Regions from separate parts of the Drosophila melanogaster genome. Here region 2 is linked to region 1. The links are chromatin contacts, called in public Hi-C maps. All regions are on one chromosome and are shown on one strand. The core of a region is the stretch at or near the end of the contact, and the rest is flanking DNA. Distances in the headings are between cores, read along the strand shown.

Region 1 (4,204 bases), core at 642-3,141:
CGTAAAATGCCGTTTAAGACCATTTTCCCCTGAGAGACCCGGCTATTCTTAGGTAAAGATGATGCGACAGCCTATTGACTTAAGATTACGAGAATGCAGCCAACCGAAAGGAGATCCTGACTGAGCCCGTTCACTTGTCACTACTCACTCACTTACCTCTTAAGCCGGCTGAGCTGCATAATTTTCCATAAAAAACAAACAATAATAAGAACGACGCATCCGTCTGTTGATTGTGAAGCAATGCATTTGAACAACGTGATTAGGAAGTGGTTATTAACTATTGGCTCTTCTTGACGACGTGCGCCAAGTCGTAGACTCCGCGCACAGCCTTCAGCTTAACGCCGGGCACGTCCTGCAGACGCCCCACGCGGCACAGTACAATGTTGTGCTCTTGCAGGTTGTGCCCGATGCCGGGGATGTAGGCCACCATCTCCTTGCCGGTGGAGAGGCGCACCAGCACGCACTTTCGATTGGCCGAGTTCGGCTTCTTGGGCTTCTTTATCAGCGTCTTCAGGACAACGCCCTTGGCGAAGGGCTTTCCATCCAGCGGCTGGCGCGGCGGACGCGTCTTTATGTGCGGTCCGCTGCGGTGCATCTGCTGCAGCGATGCCATTCCACGGACGGCGGTCTCATAGCTGCACTGGATGGCTGGCAAAGAAGTGAAAGAGTTAGATATGTCGCTTAAAGAAAACCAGTACAACAAAATTAACTGCTCCAAGTTTGAGATTGCAATCATGATCATTTTTAGAGGTAACACTCCTAGTTGATTATGAGAAAGTGGCTAGACTATAAACACACAAGGGTTCGGCCATCGATCGACTCGATTGAGAATGCAATGATGGGAGCGAAAGAGATCGCTCGAAATCAATAAAGCACGACTGTACCGGCTTCGAAATGCGGACAAAAGGGTCACTTCCACGGACAGTTGGTCAGTGATTGACAATGCCCGCTGGTTCTGTGCTGGCTCCTTTGTCATACGGCTAATCTCTGTGGAAATCGAGAATTGTGGAACGGAGTTGGCGGCTGGCGACAATAATTGCGGCCAAATGACGCGCAAGCATGGAAGTACTCGCTCCGAATCCTGTCAAGCCTTTTTGGCCAGAAACAAAGCGACGTAGCAGCGTTTTCAATTATAAATATGCCAAATGCCACACACAACACAAGCGGCAGGTAATAATTTCCATATGCAGGATTGCCGGACAAACAAATCCGGCACCTATTGTCTCCTAAACTGCGACCTTTTTTTTGCGGTTGAACATTTCCATTGTTTCCGCGCTTTTCCTTCTTTTTCGGGGTGACAGGTTTTCAATTATTTTTCCAATCTAAAGCGGGGGAGCTGCGGAATGTGCATGTTGATGTGCATGTGAAACTGGCAATGAAAATATTCGCAGGCGAAAAGTGCGGCCGCCACGCGCGGCCAACTCAAAAAGAGTTGGTAAAACCTGGGGGAAATGCACGAAAGTCGGGGGGAAAACAAACACTTATGCGCTCCCGGTTTATTTGGTTTTCGCTTCGCAGCGGAAGGGTGGCTAAATGCGCCAAGTCACGGACTCCTGAGGGCCAGTTCCTGCTTAGGAGCAGCTAATGGCCACCAAATCAATTAAAATATTCGATTTTTAAGGTATTTAACTTGGTTTAGTTAAGCTTACCCTGCGAAGCCAACTGTTTCGTAATGCCAAAGGATTGCCGCAGAAAATTCATGCTCTTGGAGTTTTGTTCAGTAGTTTTTTGTTCAGTTTGTAGTACCAGCCGTCGCTCGGATTGGTGGCGCTTGCTCGGAAGCTATTTAGTCGGCCTTTTGTGTTATAAAAGCGCTAAAATATTTAATAATCTAATTCCAATTCAATTCTAATGTGACAATCAGCTGTTGCTGTCCTAGAGCTGGCACAGGTGTCGATAGTCACGCATGGCAGTCACGTATGGTAGGTGCACTCGCTAAAACATGGTGGGTGCATCCGCCAGTGAGAGTTGCCAGATGAAGGCGGGATTTTTAAAAATGGTATTTAAGAATATGAAAATCCCAGTATTTTGAATGACAGCACTTAAATTTCCCATCATTAAAACAAAAATACGTTAAAAAATATGTTTAAAGATTCACTTTTTAATTTCAGGACTCGCATATTCGTTTAAAACTGCCGCCTATGAGCTTAAATCGAGTTTAGGATGCTTCTCTCTTGGGTTTTGTGTATTAGTCACATCTAGAAATGTATTAACTTAATGCTATATAGTTGGTTTGACTTAAACGTACATTAGGTTGCTTGTTAATTGAACTAATCAATTTGAGTTGCTGACGCCTGACGTTTACACTGCAATAAATAAATAACGCTATGCTACAGGGCTTATTCGAGATAAAATTTGGCCCCCGAAATAGTTCTATCAATAATAAAAAAAAAAACTTAACATTAGTAATTCTACTGACTATCTGGCCGGCAGCAACGAAAAAAGTCTTACATTACCAATTCCTTATACTAAAGTTTGTATATTTTCAAATTCAATATTTAACTAAAACAAAACGAAGCAGCATTAACGTTTAACGACTTAGCTGCTTAGCTGTTTTTTTCTTTTAATTAAACGTTCTGCTCGAAATACATTTTAATGAGCTCAAAATGAAAACAAAACTTGATTACTAGTGTTTTAGCACAAAGTTACTCGAGCATTTGAAACGACAGAAACTTCTGTTAATGGCAAATTCCCTAGTTCTAAGCTTAATGATTGGCCAAATTAATTGGTTTTTTGGAAAACTAAACAGTACCGGGTGCCTTAAAGCTAATATTCGAGGGTTTCGAGCTGCTCTGCCGACCTGTCCTACGATTATCTCAATAATACACATCTAGTTTCGGATCCTTAAGTCTACTTGAAACTGTCTGTTTTTGGGGAACCACTTTCGCTTGCCGCTTAGGTATATTTCTCCTCGTTGTGCTGCTCCGCCCACTAGTCCACTAGTTAGTTGCCTCCTCTGCGAGCCATCACACCTCAATACTGTTCAGACTGCCCGACGATATGTTGTCCGTGTGGCTGCCCAGGCGCGTCCTCTTGATCATCGCCCTGCTCGGCATCGGCGATCTCTGGACCCTAGGGCTCCCTGGCACGATGGGTATGCCCACCAGGCCACCCGGATGGCCGGGGTGGTGGTGCAGATGCTGGTGGTGCGGCGGCAGGTTGTTGTTGTTGTTGTTGTGGTGGCTCAGGCCAATATTGAGATTGCTGTGGCTGTTGTGCACCTGCTGGTTGCCCGAGGTGCGTCGCTGTCGCCGCAGGGATGGTATCCTGGTCGGCGTGGGTGTGCCCTCCTCCATATGAAAGCCCCCGGGCTGCTGGTGACCCCTGACACTGCGCTCCATCATCGGCGACGGCTGGTGCGTGGGTGCCTGTTGGTAATAGGCCGAGTGCGGAGGCACCGGCGGCGGCTGCTGGTGGTAGTCCAGTCGCTTGTGCATCAGAGTGGGCGTGCCAGGCGGATGGTACGGCTGTGCGTGGTGAAGGCCATTCTGATGCAGTCCAGAGTTGTTCTGTGGAACATTAGGAGACATAAATTAGCAGGATAGGGCACTAGGCGAATCGTTATTTCATGAGTGAATGAATGACAATGTTGACAAAACAATATCGGCTGGGGGTTGGCTTATCCTGATTGCGGAGGCGGAAAAGCAATAGCACATGGGAGTTGTATGCACAGACTGTCAGCAAGATGATGTTGTCAAAATTGGTATACAGTGTTTGTTTGTATCGGTTGGTATGCGCCCGTGTGCTATTGTTTTCGATCTCAATTGCAGGCTTACTTGGCCAGCGCCGTTTGCTGGTTTCTTGGGCAGCGGAGGTAGCGGCTTGCTGGGCGCCTCCAGCACCGCGTTCGGAGCATCCAGCTGCTCCTGGTCGTGTTTCTGAGGGAGATTCAGTTTAATTGCAGCGTCGCAGGCCTCCAGCGTTTCGCAGGAGGACGAGGCAACCGCCGGTAGCCCCTTTTCATCTTCGTGTCCGTCCTCATCCTGCTGCTCTTCCGCGTTCGACCGCTCCAGGGCTAGATCTCTGGCCATGCAGTTGCCATTTCCATTTCCATTCGCCAGCGGCGGCAGGAAACGCAGCTCCATCACGTTGCGGTTCTGGAACATTGGACTCTCAATTTGCGGGCGAATCTCGACGAGATTTGGCAGAGTTACCAAGCGAAAGTGACAGAGACAGCAAGAGAGAGGGCAAGCGAGACAGAGAT
Region 2 (4,177 bases), core at 719-3,218, 280 kb after region 1:
CACTGCCCAGATCGGGCAGCACTTCCAGCACGGCGGTGACTTCCAAGTCAATGTCCCTTGTCGTTCCGTTGGCCGTCGGCGACGGCTGTGGAGAAGTGCGCGAGGAGTCGCCGTTCTTGAATTCCTCGTCCTGGACGTTCCCCGTAACTTGGACACCGTTACTGGCCATATCGTCGGCCATTATGCCGTTGGGGCAGCTGGCCAGTGCCTTCTGATAACCGGACACCACGAAGTCCACCTCGTAGTTCTTGCTAGCGATGCAGAGATTGCGAATAAGAATAACATTGGCCACTAAGCAAGGCAGACAACTCACATATTTGGGCAACGTTGGATCAGCAGCTTCATGTCGTGCTCCAGCGGAAACTGCCGCTGGTAGTCCACAACGAAGTTCTGGGCGGAAAGGCACTCCTGCATCACTTCCACCAGCTGCTGTCCCCGTCCCGACTCCATCTGCAGGCTGACCACGCGACGAACGATGAAGATATATTGCTGGCGCGTCTCATTTAGCCAGCGCAGCGAACTCGCACCCGGGTTCACCAAGTAGATGTTCTTGTACAACATGGGCACAGTCATGTCATAGAAATTGGCAATGCTGCGAATACGAAAGGGAAGGCAATAGAATCACACAGACCACGGATGCTGATGATGATGATGATGATAATAACCTTGGGGCCAAACGCAGCTGTTCGATGGTTTCCAATAGCTGGGGACAGAGGAGCAGCAGCAGGCGCAGCGTGTATGCGCAGTCCATGGCGAAGAGCACCACATCGTCGTAGGGCGTCTCCAAGTCGACGTCCAGAGACGCCCCGCCGCCAGCACCTTCGCAGCCCTCGTTCTCCACCTGGATCTGCATGCTGAGGAAAGCGCTCTCGTAGAAGATCAGCGCCTCCTTCAGATCCTTTTGGTACTCCGGCTGCACTTCCAGCACCTTGTCGAAGATCTGGCGCAACAGTTCCACGTTCTCCGGCTCCGCATCGCCAACAGCGATGAGCAGATCAAAGAGCAGTGGCACAGAGATCAGGTAGTTGCTGTACAGCAGGCTGCCGTGTTGCTTCGGGCTAATCCACTCCGAGTCCGATTCCTTACCGGTGCACAGTCGCATTATCAGACGCACGACGAGATCGAGCAGCTGTCCGTACAGCAGATGGGCCTGGTCCAACTCCTTGTCCCGGCTGACATCTGTCTGTCTGTAGTAGGGATTAGCGCGCTGCAGGAATGTGACAACGGCCGCCATGGCCGATTCATCGTACACCATGTAGGACCAGAATCTGGCGGGGATCAAGTGTTAATGTCTTCGGTATACTGAGCGCAACACGATGTAGCTTACTCGTGCTGCGTCAGGCTCAGCAGGAACTCCATGTCCCCACGGAAATTGTTCGCCGCGAAGGTCCATTCCTCCAGTGCAGCTCCGGATTTTAGGCGTCCATAGGAGCTCAACATGCACAAATAGCTGGCAAAGGGCTTCTCGCGCTGCACCCAGTGCTCGTCCTGTCCACAAAAAAAAAAAACACATATGCATAGTACTATCTCGCCGGAGGTGCACCAACATGTCCACTTACCAGCGCCGGAACGTTCCTGCGCACCCCATCCTTGCCGGAAAGTGCAAACTTGAGTTCGTCCAGTGGCAGATTCTGTGGGTTGCAGTTGTTGTTGTTGCTGGTGTCGTTGTCCAGCATGTCGGCCCCCCCTTTGGCTGGCAACACTCTCGAATTGTTGCTAGGGTATTTCTTCAATAACAAAATTCAATAAAACTAGCGAATTTCGTGCGATGCAAGGTGGCAGCACATTGATAAGGTGGCGCACGCAGGCTCAGCTTGTAATGTCATAAGGTGCGTGAACAAGAGTTGCCAGACGATCAGAGTGGTTCGATGATTATCGATATTGAGTAGTAATCGAACTTGAAGCTTAAGTGTCGAAAGAATTCAGTTGGTTTAAAATTTTCAAACCAAAAGGAGTTTCTCTCTGCTCAAGTGGAAGGCGATAAAAAAGCCATTAGTACGCGATTTGTTTATTTACTTGGCAAAGCGCTGCACGTGACCTTGCTAGCCGTACATATATTAGGCGCAGCATGGAGCCAATTGGAGATCTGCAAGTGCCCAGCTTCAAGGTGGTGTCCGGGGGAACCACCTTCACGTACGCCAGTCCGAAATCCGGAGCAGCCTCCCTCGACTTTCTCGCGCACACCCTGCGGAAAAGGGAGGCGAACACAGAAAAAACTATTCTGATATGTCAGCAGAATTTCGAGGCCGAGCGTCTGAAATTTGAGCTCGCCGAGCGGGATGTCAACACTATTCTCCTGCCCCCGCATGGGGCAATGGTCGGTCAAGTGCTGCTCCTCTGGTCCAAGGGGGTGAGTTTGAATCGGATCACTAACATTACATCAGCGGAGGTTATTTATCCTCTTTCCAGTACATCAACCAAGCTCTAATTCTCTGCGATGGCATGCTCGAGCATCTTGGAGTAGTCGAGGCGAACCTGGTGATCCACACAACGCTGCCGGAACTGAACAAGTTCGAGGAGCGTTTGAAGTGGCTGAGCATATCGGCGAGAAACGCCGAGATGTTGGTCATAACTCCGTGCGACGAAGAGAATGAAAAAGAAGGCAAGGGAGAGACCGAACCGGAGATCGTCCAGCAAAGAATGCCACTCAAAGTAGATGCCCTAAATTCCATGCAGCTTTATGAAATAAAGGAGAATACGCCGCCGACATCATCGGAGGATTACAAGGCGGAGGCGGATGTCCTGCTAAGTGCTGCAACTCCAGCGACAATCCCAAACGACAATAAGGAGCAAGAGATAAATTTAAGCGTGGAGGATGCTACAGTAAAGCTCCTGGCTTCTTTTGAGTTGGGCAGCACTGATTCGGCGGCAGTGGACGAATCCTCTCCAGCTGCTGCTAAGTTCAATGCTCCTGTCTACTCTCCTTTCGTTACTGAAAATCCAACGAAGTCTTTGGACGCCGAGTTTCAAGAGCTCGTAAAGTCGTTTAAGGTGCAAAACGTATTCAAAAACATGAACTTGCCGCCTCCTCCCTCTGTTAGCATTGAAGAACCGGTGTCCAGTGCCTCCGCTTCTGATTATCGACATCAGATCGACACCACTTCGCTGGATTCCATTCGAACTGTGAAGGATTCACCTGCCTCTCTAGCAGTGGTTCCCTTTTCTGCAGGGGGAATAACTTACAACAACTATGGCGTTCTCGGCTGGAGTCGCCACGCGGTCGTGCCGTGCTACGGTTTGACCGAAGCGCCGGACATAAGCACCATCATCAGGCGGGCCATGCAGCAGATGGGTGTGGCTAGGTCGCGAGCGCGGGCGGTCCAGAGATTCGCCTGGCCACATGTCTCGTTGGGTAAATCCGTTTTAGTTGTGGGCAACTTACAGATCGGGAAGACGTGGTCCTACCTGCCCACCGTGTGCCAGCGCAGCCACGAGGATCTGCAGCGACGGCCAGATGTTGGCCGTGGACCTACCTGCATCTTTGTGTGTCCCAACCAGGGGCAGGGCAAACAGATCGAACGCTGGATGAGCACGTTGCTCTGTTTGCTGGGCAGTGCGTCGGGGTTTGAGGATGTCGTTACCCACTGGGACAAGACCCAATTGGTGGACATCGTTCGCCGGCTCAAAAAGCCCGTTGGAATCCTGCTAACCAGCGTGGACTTGTTGCTCCAACTGCTGAACCATAACCCGGTCGGGAGCATTTTCGATGCCCAGGCGGTGAAGTGCATAGCCTTGGATAACCTGAACGACATGGTTCGTGTCCTGCCAAACGACACGATGAAGCTGCTGCAACGATTGCCCGAAATGTTCCAGCTCACCCAAAATAAGTGCCAACTGCTCGTCTCCGGCCGCATTTGGCACACCGATCTAATGGTGCAGCACATTCTGCCTCTGATGCCCGACGTCCTCGTTCTCTTCGACGACGCCTTGGAGGCGAGTGTCTATGGCGGCGTCCAGCTGGACGTGAGAGTCGTGGCGGATGAGCCGGAGAAGATCGAGCATTTGAAGGCGCTGATCGCTGAGCGCAGGAACTTTGCCAATGAGCCCGCCGTTATGGTCTGCTCCAACTCGACAGAGGTACTCCTACTCCGCCGTAGTCTGCAAGCGATTGGGGTGAATGCACATATCTGCGTATCGGAGGCGTGCTACTCCAATGTCGCCGAGTGGCTACGCCAGT

The links. A called contact is a pair of places that touch in the nucleus more often than the background predicts.
Region 2: a Hi-C map of the Kc167 cell line shows a contact between it and region 1, with 7 times the contacts expected there. The contact joins the promoter of fs(1)Yb here to the promoter of tko in region 1. A contact is called at or near these places in 14 of 107 Hi-C or Micro-C datasets (the D17-c3 cell line, the Kc167 cell line, the OSC cell line and 5 more) and 1 of 6 datasets of contacts at active chromatin or transcription factors (the Kc167 cell line).

What each region holds. Positions count from the first base shown.
Region 1 is chrX:2,442,085-2,446,288 of dm6, forward strand. tko (technical knockout) reads right to left here and starts at 1,892. Exons shown (of 2, transcript NM_080311.3): 1 at 1,650-1,892; 2 at 229-648. The coding sequence starts at 1,701. The coding sequence ends at 278. It overlaps boi (brother of ihog), which reads right to left. Exons shown (of 9, transcript NM_166940.3): 9 at 2,083-3,509. The coding sequence ends at 2,967.
Region 2 is chrX:2,718,500-2,722,676 of dm6, forward strand. fs(1)Yb (female sterile (1) Yb) reads left to right here and starts at 1,969. Exons shown (of 4, transcript NM_058146.4): 1 at 1,969-2,350; 2 at 2,410-4,177. The coding sequence starts at 2,069. CG2701 reads right to left here and starts at 1,828. Exons shown (of 5, transcript NM_130669.4): 1 at 1,560-1,828; 2 at 1,328-1,488; 3 at 666-1,268; 4 at 314-592; 5 at 1-251. The coding sequence starts at 1,676.